Linked DNA regions of Sus scrofa: region 2 is linked to region 1. A link is a contact called in public targeted proximity ligation data. All regions are on one chromosome and are shown on one strand. The core of a region is the stretch at or near the end of the contact, and the rest is flanking DNA. Distances in the headings are between cores, read along the strand shown. Region 1 overlaps SCN8A (sodium channel protein type 8 subunit alpha). Region 2 overlaps ACVR1B (activin A receptor type 1B).

Region 1 (6,940 bases), core at 3,362-5,861:
GTGTGTGTGTGTCTTTTTAGGGCCACACCCAAGGCATATGGAGGTTCCCAGGGTAGGGGCTGAAATGGAGCTGTAGCTGCCGGCCTATACCACAGCGGGATCTAAGCCAAGTCTGCGACCTACACCACAGCTCACGGCAACATCGGATCCTTAACTCACTGAGCAAGGCCTGGAATTGAACCCGCGTCCTCAAAGATACTAGTTGGGTTTGTTAACCACTGAGCCATGACAGAAACTCCCTAAAACTAATTGTTTAAAAACAAAAAAAAAATTTTAAAGCAAAGAGAATAGTAAAGTACTCATCAAATTAAAGTGTTTGAAAATTATAGCTAGTTAAGGTAACTGTAAGATATGCACTCTCAGGTCCAGACTAGAAAAAAAACTCTTGAGTGGCTGTCAATACTACTGTACTATCTTATTTTGTTATCCTATGACCTCTTAAATGAATTTTTTTTTGTCTTTTTGCCATTTCTAGGGCCGCTCTCACGGCATATGGAGGTTCCCAGGCTAGGGGTCTAATTGGAGCTATAGCCACCAGCCTACACCACAGCCATAGCAACGGAGGATCCGAGCCGGGTCTGCAACCTACACCACAGCTCATGGCAACACCGGATCCTTAACCCACTGAGCAAGGCCAGGGATTGAACCCGCAACCTCATGGCTCCTAGTAAGATTCGTTAACCACTGTGCCATGACGGGAACTCCTGAATATTAAATAAATAACAATTATTGCCATTTTTCCTGCAAAGAACTTAAAAAATACAGGAAAATATAAAAAATGAAAACCATCTAGAGATAAATGACTGTTAAGTTCTTCCGCATTCTTTCCTTTGTCCATAATTTTGCAAACTTGGGGGTCCTATTCTGTATATATTGTTACAGAATGAATATCTGTCTCCTTCCAAAATTCATGTTAGTTATAGAAGATAGAGTCCCCCATAAAAGAAACCCCAGAGAGCCTCCTGACCCCTTCTGCCACCTGAGGACACAGTGAAAAGACGGCCTTCTATGAACCAGGAAGCAGGTGCCCACCACGCCTGAATCTGCCAGCACCTTGACCTTGGACTTTCTAGCCTCCAGCACTGAGAAATAAATGTCTATTGCTTATAAGCCATCCAGTCTATGGTAGTTTTGTTATAGCAACCTAAATGAACTAAGATATACATTTTGAATCCTTTTTACCATGGATGACTTATTTTATGAAAATATTTCAGGTATTAAAAAGCATACAGACAGTAATAGAACTTTACAGATACAACTGAAGCCCTCTGTGTATTTCTTTCCATACACTTCCTCTTTTCCCTCCTCAAAGGCAACCATTATTTTAAATTAGGTATCTCTCGAGTTCTTGCACTTTTTTTTTTTTTGCCTTTTTTCTCTTTTTTTAGGGCCGCACCCGTGGCACATGGAAATTCCCAGGCTAGGGGTCTAATCAGAGCTAGAGTTGCCGGCCTACACCACAGCCACAGCAACACGGGATCTGAGCCTCGTCTGGGACCTACTCCACCGCTCACGGCAATGCCGGATCCTTAACCCACTGAGTGAGGCCAGGGATCGCTCGGTGTTCTCACGGATGCTGGTCGCATTCGTTAACTGCTGAGACACAACGGGAACTCCAAATTCTTGCACATTTAATATCATTTTATAACATTGCCACATAATCAGCATACCTACCCACTATAACATAAAGGACTATTTTGCGTGTTCTAAAGTTATTATTTTACATATTGTTCTTATACTATTACCAGGCAAACTATATCCAATATAAAGGACTGTTTTGCATGTTCTGAAACTTTACATAAATGCAAAGTATCGATCATATCCTAAAACTTGCATTTTCCCCTCACATTATGGTTGACATTTATTCCTTTTCACATATTTTCCTCTAATTCATGCATTTTTGCAGCTTCACAGTAGTGGGTCGTTGTTGGACTATACCACAATCCACCCATTCTTCTTTGATGAATCTTTGTTTCCAACAATTTTGTGCAATTATCGACAATGCTGCCTTAAGCACTCTTGTCCAGGTGCTCACACAGGAAAGTTTCTCTTGGGTATACATGTCTAGCAGTTCAATTACTGGGTTCTAGAGTATAAGCATTTTTAATCTCTACACTTGAATCTTAAAGACAGTTTAAATAACAGAACTGAAGAGGTTTTCAATACAATCATATAGGAATATCTTCACCCAAGTATCCCTCCTCTAATTTGGGCCAGGGTACCAAAAAAATTTTTTTCTTTTTTTTGTACTTGTCTTTCGCTGTCTGACTTTTTTTTTTTTAAATAGGGTACCAAAATTAAATAAAATCAAACAATTAAGTAAATGGGGAAGACTAAGAGACAATGACCAGCAACCAGATCTATACAGAGAACCTACACGCAGTGGTACAGAAATGACTGAACAGTAATTACACCTATCTTCAGTTGAATGTACTATAAAGGAATTGTTGAGACACCCTTAACTCTTACATACCGGGAGAACTCCCTTCAGACTACACTCAGCAAGAGAGAGAAAGCGCAAAGAAGTATTCTGGGTAATAAAAAACTGGTGGCAGGAATTTTGCAAAGCACCACGGTAAAAGCAAACCTCCTTAGCAAAGAAATAGTTAGTGAAGATTCCATTTTTTCCTTTTTGTCTTTTTAGGGCTGTACCGGAGGCATATGGAATTTCCCAGGCTAGGGGTCAAATTGGAGCTGTAGCTACTAGCCTACACCACAGCCACACAATGAGGGATCCGAGCTGCGTCCGTGACCTACACCACAGCTCACGGCAACGCAGGATCCTTAACCCACTGAGAGAGGCCAGGGATCAAACCTGCATCCTCACGGATACTGGTCAGGTTCATTATTGCTGGGCCACAACAGGAACGCCAAGATTCTTACTGAAAATGTGATTTTTGAGCCAACAGAGAAGTTGATTTTTTTAATAGACATTCCAGTGCAAAACAGTGTGGGAGAAAGGTCAGAAAAGAGCCAAGAACCTTAAAAACTGTAGTTGGGAACAGAGAGCTGATTTCCCCTTGTCCTTTACCTTCGAAGGCTTTCTGTTATTTGTGTACACGCATACACGTATAAGGCAGATATGTTAAGTCTGAAAAAGCCCCTGGGGATTCTGACGTCCATGCCCCTTGGCAGCCTCCCCTCCCCAGGCGCCCTCTCCTGCAGCCTTGAAAACGTAGCTGTGGGTTTTCTACACAGATGACCGACGCACGGAGCTTTACTACCACATACATCACCACGTTTGAGTCTCAAAATAACCTGGAGAAGGTGGGTGCTGCTATTATTCTCATTTCACAGAAGAGAAATATAAAGTTCGCAGAGGTAACACAAGCAATTTGCCCAAGGTCACGGTGAGGGGTCGGGAGGGAAGCTGTGAAAGCACTTGAGGAAACAAATAACAAACATGGGTGGTGGGAGGCAGACCTCCTCCGGGGAGGGGAGGCCAAGCTCTCGGCAGTGGGCCTGGGACCAAGGAGATGGTTCAAAAGAGGCAGGGGGAGGGTACACAGGATACTCTTGGGTTTCACGGGAACCCATGATAATTTCTTACATTCAAAAAAAGGCCTGAAGTAAATATTGTAATATTCTCTATACTTTCCTGTACACTTAAATTCTTGTATTAAAAATACAAGAATTCCGGAGTTGCCTGATGGGTAGGGGATTAAGGATTCAGCATTGTCACTGCTGTGGCTCAGGTTCAATCCCTGGCCTGGGAATTTCCACATGTTGCAGGTACAGACAAAACAAACAAACAAACAAACAAACAAACAAACAAACAAAAAACACCAGAATTCTATGGGCAAAGTTCAGAGATACCACAATACTGAGGTTAGGATGCCAAGGAATAGACAGTACCTGAGGCCTAGGTAGAAAAGGTTTTACTTCTCTGGGGATCAGAACAGGTGAAAGTATAATTCTGTCTCGGGTCAAGGTTAGACCTAGGAGTACACCAGCAGGAGAGAAGAGAATTATGCAAACAGCAGACCTAGAGGGGAAGTGGGGAAAGGCCAAGGAATCCAGCCACACCCTACACTGGGTCAAGCTGACTCAGTAACCTAAGGCCACATGCCGAGGACTAACTCACTCTGTAAATTGTCCTAAAATAATTCCCCACTTAACAGAGAAATCATTTGTACTTTTAAAAACCAGCTGAATGTACCCAAGCACAATGCAGCTAGGCCTATGGGAAGGAGACAAGACCAGTTTGAAAAAGAACAAAGGCTATGCATGTCGGGCTTTATCTTGAAGGAGAAATTCCTCACTATCTTACAAGTGAGGGCTATTGGAAATGACTTGAGCAAGGGTGGGGACAAAGCCTGGGCGACCAGGAGTCACGGGCTGGGGGGCAGTATTGCCTCAACCCCACTGGGGAAACCATTTCGTAAAAAACTCTTGTATTCTTCTCTGTCTTGCTGGTTTTATGTCCCTGATCCTTCCATGTTAACACGGGGGGAGGGGTGGGGAGAAGGGTGGATCTTGCATAGCTGGGCCCAGAATAGAACTCCAGCGCCCTGTCTCTTGGTTCACTTCTGGACCATGCTACCTCAGGAAGGAACATTTGAAAATAGTAATTCTCTCCCACCTTGCAACCAAGCTGTGCAGGAGCACATGATCAATGAATGAAGCTGGCTAAGTGACTCAGCACCCGGCTGGCGCTCCTGTGAGTCAGGCCCAGAATCCTGAGTGGTTGGAAGCACAATCTCTTTAAATTAAGACCTTAAAACCAAGGTCTTTACCACCTGAGAGCACTAAAAGATTTCAGGGTATTTTATTTTGTCTGAACAAGTATCAGGATGTCTCCTCTCGCATCCTAGATATGAATCGGCTTGAGTAATTAAATCGTCCATAATTTTCATGGATGTCACCCTCTTTGTACGCTGTAGGTTGATTCCAGTAGTAATCTTAGAGCCCAGAACCAGCTGAGGTAGACAGAGGTAGGAGTATAGACAGGACAGGGGATCAGTGGCTGGACCATAGGAACTAACTAACAGTTTAGGATCACATCTGCATCTCTTTCTATTTAATGCAAAAAAGACCCCGAAGTAAGACCTCGTATTCCTCTGAAGAGAACAACTATGAGCACAGCTTTGGGGGTGTACTGGTAAGCTGCCCCAACCTGACCCTGTCAATAGCCCTTGGTTTTGACCACCTGCTCCCAGCAGGGAGGAAGCTAGCCTCTGAGCGATGACCCCTGTGACAGATGGCACAGTATAGACAGAAAAGGGCCAGCCAAAAATATTCCTTCCCACACAGGGAGGGAGCCTGAGTGTCTAAAGGCAGGAGTCAAAGCAACAAAGCAATGAAATTCACCAAGTGTATCTTAAACTCACCCTCAGGATATCAACAGTCTTTTGAATGACAAATGAATCAAAACCCTTGATGAAGGGACCTCAGGATCCTGGGCATGGCAAGCTGCCACTAGCAAAGTTTTAGAACAAATTGTCTTGGGGGGAAAGGTGACAATGAGCTTGGTGAAGGACTCTCAGAACCACTGAGGAGAACCTGAGCACTTAAGGCAATCTTAAAATCAACTCAAGTTTCCAGAGACTGAGTAACCTTGAAGTAACAGAAAGAGTTCAGAGAATGGTGATTGCAAGTATCAGTCCTAGAATGGACTTCAACTGGCAGGATAAAAATCCACTAGCCCCTGCTTTGAACTGATTACAAGCACTAGGAAGGAGACATAAAAGGAACAAAAGTGAAGAAGCTGACATTAAAAAAAAAAAAAAGGTGAGGAAAGGAAGTGCCACTTATCATGTGCCAATGCCCGGCACTCTGCAAGAAGTCTTTCCACACAGCCACCGTGATCCTATGAAGGAAGCATTATTTGTTGCCATTTTTAAAGGAATAAACTACCATAGCAGCATTATTCACAGGAGCCAAAAAGTGGAAGCAACCCAAGGGCCCACTGACAGTGAATGGATAAAGAAAACGTAGCATATACATACAATGGAATATTTTGTTCAGCCTTAAAAAGGAAATTCTGACACAAGCTACTTGGATGAAGCTTGAACCCTTATGCCAAGTGAAATAAGCTAGTCACAAAAGGACAAATACCACGTTTCCTTTTATACAAGGCACCTAGGGTAGTCAAATTCATAGACAGAAAGTAGAATGTAATTACCAAGAGCTGGAGGAAAGGAAGAATGGGGCATTATTGTTCAAAGGGTACGGGGTCTCAGTTCTAGGAAACGGAGAGGGATGGTAGTGAGGGTTACACACCAATGTGAATGTACTTAATGCCACTGAACAGCACACTTAAAAATAAAGAGGCAGCTTAAGTGCCTCTCAATAGATGAATGGATAAAGACATATAAAGATGTGGTATGCAATGGAATATCACTCAATCATAAAAAAGAATGAAATCTTGCCGTCTGCAACAACATGAATGGACCTAGAGGGTACTGTGCCAACTGAAATAAGTCCAGAGAAAGACAAATGCTGTATGATTTCACTTACATGTGGAATCTAAAACACAAAACAAATGAGTAAATACAATAAAAACAGAAACAGAATTATAGATACAGAGAACAAACAGGGGGTTGCCAGAGGGGAGGGGGTGGAGGGAGGAAAGAAATCCGTGAGGGAGATTGACAGGTACAAACTTCCAGCTGCAAAATATATGAGTCACTCTTATGCGATGTACAAGGTGGGGAATATAGTCAATACCAATGGAATATCTTTGTATAGTGACATATACAACTAGAGGTAGGTGACGATCATTCATATGGAGGTTCCCAGGCCAGGGGTCAAATGCAGCCATATAGAGATTCCCAGGCTAGGGGTCGAATCAGAGCTGTAGCTGCTGGCCTACACCACAGCCATAACGACGTCAGATCCAAGCCACGTCTGTGACCTACACCACAGCTCACAGCAATGCTGGATCCTTAACCCACTGAAAGAGGCCAGGGATCGAACCTGTGTCCTCATGGATACTAGT
Region 2 (6,269 bases), core at 3,483-5,982, 310 kb before region 1:
CTCTCTTCTCTTATTCTGTGTCAGACTCCAAAAGTGGGGGAACTATGACACCAAAAGGCCAGCCTTCTTCTGGAAGGCTCCATCCTGCTGGCAGGCAGTGATGAAGGCTAACGACAGACACGAACGAGGCCTGAAGCCGCGTGTACCTGAGCCCGACCCCGACGTGGAGAGGTCGTAGACGAGGTCCTGGAGCGTCTTGTCCTTGGAGAGACACATCTCACACGAGGGGTCCTCCATGTCCAGCCTCTGGCGGTTGTGATAGACGCGCTGATGGTAGTTAATGACAAGGAAGACGATGATGATGATGAGAAACAGGAGGAACACTGGGCCGGCAATAATGCCCACCAGCTCCACGGGGCCCCACATGGAGGGGTGCTCAGGCTCCTTGAGGTGACCTGGGGCAGGTGAGAGAGGAGAGGGAAAGAAGAGAGTGAAAACGAGGGAACGCTGTGGCCTCCTCTACCCTGGATCCCCCCCATCTCCTCTCTGCGTTCACAGTGCCCTTGACCCTGCTGGTCGTACGGGGTGAGTCTGTCTGCCTGGGCACTCTCAGATGCTGGCCGCTCCCGTCAGGGCACCCTCTGCGGGTCAGGCCCACCACCCACTCTGCCCTTTCAGTGTTTCTCGGTGCCCTTCCGGCCTCCGCGCCCCAGGCCCCCGCCAGGTCCTGCTCCTCCACCTGCGTCTCACACCTGCTCCTCCATCTCCCAGTGACACCTCCTAAACGGCAGTGCCTGGTACTCCTCAGCCTTGGTCACTGCCCTTTGCAGCTCTAGTCCCCCTGCCAGTCTGCCGTCACCATCACGCCAGAAGCTCCCTTCACGTGACCGAGGGGCCGCCTCCTCCAGGATCGGCCCCAGACCCTCCCGCGGGGACCCCTGCCTGGCTTTCCCACGCCTCGCCTGCTGCCCGGGGCGGCTCGGCCACTGCCCAAGACGCAGCTTGCACTCCCGCGCCTCACTCGACAATCCGCCTCCCTCATCCTCGCATCTACAGACTGGACTGGGAGGAATCCCAGCCCGTGTCACCTCGGGGCGCATCCCAAGGGCACCTTTACCTATCATCAAACAGAGGGAAGGGGGTGGAATAGAGAAGGACGAAACGAGGGGGAGCCCTACCTCCATGGCGCGCCAATAGTCCAACAAGGGTGTCCACTCACCGCTGGGCACCCTCAGGTCGATCTTGTTGCAGAAGTCGGTGTAGCAGCAGTGCGTGTTGCGCAGGTCCTCGGAGCTCAGGCAGTAGAAGGGCTTCCCAGCGGGGACCAGCTCCACCTTGGGGATGCAGGTGCGCACATGGTGCTCCATCCCGTCCAGGTTGAAAATGGAAACCATGCAGGCCCCATCCGTCTCACACGTGTAGTTGGCCTGGAGGCAGCTGGTGCAGGCACAGAGCAGAGCTGCGGGAGAGTGGGGAGGGGACACTGACATCACCGCGAGCTCTCATCCCAGGTGCTCTCCCCGACTTAGACGACAACCTCCTAGCCGGCCGGAGGCTCCAAAGTGTGGCGCTTGGGAGTTCCCGTCCTGGTGCACGGGAAACGAATCCAACTAATATCCATGAGGATGTGGGCTCAATCCCTGCGCTCGCTCAGTGGGTTAAGGGTCCGGGGTTGCCGTGGCTGTGGTGTAGGCTGGCAGCTGTAGCTCGGATTTGACCCCAGCCTGGGAACCTTCATACGCTGCGGGTGCAGCCCTAAAAAAGCAAAACAAAAACAAAACAAAAAAGCAAAATGCAGCACTTTTAAGAGAGATGGTGCCAGAATGATGATATCATCAACGGGGGCCTACCCTTTCCACCTGTTTATTCAGCTCTCAACCAAGGCTTTCTGGGCGCCATCATTTTCCTCTTAGGGTTCTAGTTTATGTCTACGAGAAACAGAGAAACTGCCTTTTTATCTCTGCTTTGGACTTAGGCTTAATTTTTTTTTTTTTTTTTTTTTTTTTGGTCTTTTTAGGGCCGCACCCCTGGCATATGGAAGTTCCCAAGCCAGGGGTCGAATTGGAGCTGTAGTCATCAGCCTACGCCATAGCCACAGCTCACGACAGCACCAGAACCTTAATCCACTGGGCGAGCCCAGGGATCAAACCCGCGTTCTCATGGATACCAGTCAGGTTCATTACCGCTGAGCCACAATGGGAACTCCAAGACTTAGACTTAATTTTTTAAAAAGTGTTTTATGGGAGTTCCCAGTGTGGCTCAGTGGAAACGAATCTGACTAGTGTCCATCAGGACACAGGTTCGATCCCCGGCCTCGCTCAGTGGATTAAGGACCCAGCATTGCTGTGAGCTGTGCTGTAGGTTGCAACTCGGCTTGGATCCTGCATTGCTGTGGTTGTGGTGTAGGCCAGTGGCTACAGTTCCAAGGGGACCCCCAGGCTGGGAACCTCCATGTGCTGTGGGTGCGGCCCCTAAAATGGGGAAAAAATAACGTTTTGTGGCTAGGAAAGAGGCTTTCCTTTAGATGTAGACGTCTGAGGGTCAGAGGAAGGCACCTTCCCTTTGGAGACTGGAGGACCCCACCCCCCACACTCTATCCACCACCCAGGGTTCCCTAGAGCCATCATCAACCCCATCTCCTTTCTCTGCACCGGGAACGCCCACAGCTTCCTGAATGCAGTGTGAGTGCTCTTACACATGGTTTTGCTGCAATGCTTTTTTTCCTGGCTAATTCTTACAAGTTCTTTAAAATCTGGCTTCAACGTCACTTCCTTTGGAAGCTTCTCCCGACTAGTGCAACATCCTCCCCTCCCTTTAGTCCCCAGCAGGTGCCCTTCTCAAGAGGGGCACAAGGAGCGCCGGCCAAAGAAGAAAATACCAGTGCCCGCCTCCTAAAGTCATGGTGAGGATTAAATGAGTTAATGCAGAAAAAGTGCTCAATAAATGTCACTCAGCTCTGAACGGCCCCTGGACATCATTTTTTCTTCCCCCCGGGGGCCGCTACCGCCGCATATGGAGGTTCCCAGGCTAGGGGTCGAATTGGAGCTGTAGCCAGAGACACAGCAACGCCAGATCCAAGCCACCTCTTCGACCCACACCACAGCTCACAACAGCGCCAGATCCTTACCCCACTGAGCGAGGCCAGGGATCGAACCTGCATCCTCATGATTGCTGGTCAGATTCGTTAACCACTGAACCACGACAGGAACTTCCAGATATCACTTTCAAAAGTGTAATATACATATTTTTTCAAATCGGTAGTGCACTCAATCAGCTCTGGGACTAACGAGTATGACTGGGTGTGTTTATCCCTAAGTGTGCCCTGTTGACAGGAAATTACTGTAAATGAATTTGGTGCCTCTGAAAACCAGTTGGGCAGCCCTGGAATCTGCGATCCTTTATTTATCCGTCTAACAAGAATAGCACAGACAGCAGCAGTCAGTTCTCCCCAGCACTGTCTCCCAGAAGCCTAACCTAGCCCTGACCCCTTGGGATGGGCAGGGGGAGGCTCGAGCCCCTGGGACACTGAGGTTGGGACTCGCCCATCAGGGGTGCGGGTGGCAGGGCCCACCCGAGTCCCCCACTGGACACGAAGTGAATACTTTCTAGATAACAAGAGGGAACATATTCAAACTATGGCCCCCGGAGAAGAGGCATTTATGACCAGTCCTGTGAAAAACTAGCTTGTTGTAACTCACCCCTTTCGGCTGTAAACGGTCTATCTTTGTCTCTTCCTCCAAAACACTGGAGGGCATCTCTTGGCTTTTCAAATCCCCAAACTGATTCCCAGTATCTCAGGGTCCAAGCGCTCCTTCCCCAGGCTTTCTATAAATGACACGGTCCTTGCCAGCCCCAGCGGGGAAGCAAGGGAGGGCGGGCACGGACAGGTAAGCGGGCAGTGTGGATCTTCACGGCCTGGCCTGTGGGATTGTTTTTCGTGGCGTTTGATCAGAGCCCTTTCTTCTGGGAGAAATTCCAAAACACGCCGCTACCTGCTGAAGGGCTTGGGTCGTGTTATATTTTCAAGGCAGGAAGTTTAAAGCAGGCATCCTTTAGATGAGGACGCCAATCATAAAAGGAATTTTAAAAGTAAATTTAATCCTAAACTTCAATTCCGACCCTTTTAGATGCAAGAGAGACCACGGACCCTCCTGGTTCCCCCCCAGTCCCCTTGTTTGCCCCCTCCCGGATTCCTTTGCTGACTCTAATTTACCTCGGCGGCCCTCAGAACCCTCCACCCAGACCTCCGGGCGCACCGCACGCTGCCGTCCTGCCTGCGCATCCGAGAAGCCCATTCCTCTCCCGGAGTCGGTGGGGACATTCAGGCACGAAAGGGGTCCCCGCAATGCACGCACCCTGCCGTCCAGGGACAAGAACAGCCTGGGGCTATTTTGGGAAGCGAGGAGGGAAAGCGGCCGCCTCCCCAGCCTCCCGGAGGGCTATTCTGAGCACAGTGGGACTCGCGGGCCAGACCCGCGGCCGCCTCTGGAAAAGACGCTCCCTCCTGGGTCGGTCCGTCAGCAGCAGGCGAAGCAGAGCCTCTGCTTCCAGACGCTTACTCTCCTTTCCCCGGTTCACGGCCTCTTTCACAGTGATTCATTCCGGAGAACGAGCACACCCACACGTGGCTCATTATTTTTGGGAAGTACTTAAACAATCTTGGTGTAAGACAGGAAAGAACAAAAGTGGTGAAATCTATGCTAGACGGGACGAAGAACGGAACTGGGAGCAGGGCCATGTGGCTTTGTGATAAGGGGCTGGGCAAGTCCCTGAATCTCTCCAGGCCGGGGCCGCCCAACCAGAAAATACCATTTCTGTGACAGAGACGGCATGAAGATTAGCCCACAGCTGCTGAGGGCTGTGGGTCCTCCCAGAAAGCTGCTGCCTGCACACATCTGCGCACATCTACGCGCTGACGGAGTGAGCGAGGGGTCTGAAAACGAGGCGACTCTGAGATCCCTGTCACCGCGGCCCACACCCGCCAGGGGTTTCAGTTACCATCACCAGCGCCACGGCAGGGGATCCGGGCAGGCACAGGTCACGCAGACCCAAGGCTCAAATACCAGCTCTCGCATTAGTCACATGACCTTGAGCAAGTTAGTAAGCGCCCGGCACCCCAGTCTCCTAGTCGGGAAGGCGGGACTGTTATTCACTTCACAGGACTACGTGGGAATCACACGAAATAGTGTATTTTCAAAGTGCTTAGCAAATAGATGCTCAGTGAATTTTACTCCCTCCTCCCCGCGCAAAACTCAAGTAAACACATCCGTGAACAATGTGTCTCTTTAACCACTAACTAGGAAGCGCCAAGTTGCAGCATGACCGCAGCAAGGACCTGCCGTTTGGGTCTCAGCTCTGCCAGTAACTAGTTGCGTGGTTTGGGGCAAGTCACTTAACCTTCCTGAACCACATTTTCCTCACAGTTACCCAGAAAGGAGGGGCTCCAAAATCCTCCAGCTGGAATCTGAGGCTAGTTTGTTTTTAAATTCACACAATTTGGACCACTGATCCAACCCTGGGAAGTTCTGCTTTAATTTCATACACCTTCCCGTGAACTTTACAGACAGACCAGTCTTTGAAAAGATTTTTTATATTCGTTTCCATTATGGTTTAGCACAGGGTACTGACTATAGTTCCCTGTACTATACAGTAGGAGCTCGTGGCTTTATCCACCCTGCATGTAACATCTGCTAACCCCAACCTCCCCATCCCTCGCTCCTCCACCCCCTCTCCCCTTGGTGGCAACCACATGTCTCTTCTCTATGAAAGACAGACTAGTATTTAAATTGTCTTCTGTTAATATTCATTTTTCACTGAAACAAAGCAAGTGATAATAAAATTAGAAAAACATCTGAATTTACTCAAACTTTACTAGTACACTAAACCCCAAACCTAATTTTGATTTCTTTGGAAAGCTAAATCTCGATTAATGATAACAGCTCTTCATCATCTGTTTCCTAGTGACTCATCAGGTTAAATCAGCCTACACATGCACATGCGTGTACGTAAATAATACACACCTAAAAAACTCTCCGTGTTCCATGACCAAAGAGCTACGTAGTAGAAACGACACAATTAGATAAAGCAATCATGGAGGAGTAACAAAACCCATCTACACAAAAGCAGGTTAAAAGCAGTCAGAATGAAATTCCCCCTGGCACAGCACTTCGTTATCAACAAGGTAGTCAAGCCGGAACTAAAGACCTCTTGGCAGGATCTGAACACGGTTTCAAACTATGATTGGAAGGTGGTCTGTGGCAGGATGTCAAAGGCAATCTGATTTGTGAGCGAGGCTGTGTGGGGAGGAAAGCCGGCAAAGCCCCAACCCG

Evidence for each region.
Region 2: a contact with region 1 is called in a targeted proximity ligation map of alveolar macrophages. A contact is called at or near these places in 1 of 47 Hi-C or Micro-C datasets (embryonic fibroblasts) and 1 of 2 datasets of targeted methods (alveolar macrophages).

What each region holds. Positions count from the first base shown.
Region 1 is chr5:17,012,807-17,019,746 of Sscrofa11.1, reverse strand. All of the region lies in intron 1 of SCN8A (sodium channel protein type 8 subunit alpha), which reads right to left. Among named protein-coding and RNA genes, the nearest start is that of SCN8A, 39 kb to the right of the region's middle.
Region 2 is chr5:17,326,909-17,333,177 of Sscrofa11.1, reverse strand. It overlaps ACVR1B (activin A receptor type 1B), which reads right to left. Exons shown (of 9, transcript NM_001195322.1): 2 at 1,160-1,399; 3 at 147-395. Among named protein-coding and RNA genes, the nearest start is that of ACVR1B, 16 kb to the right of the region's middle.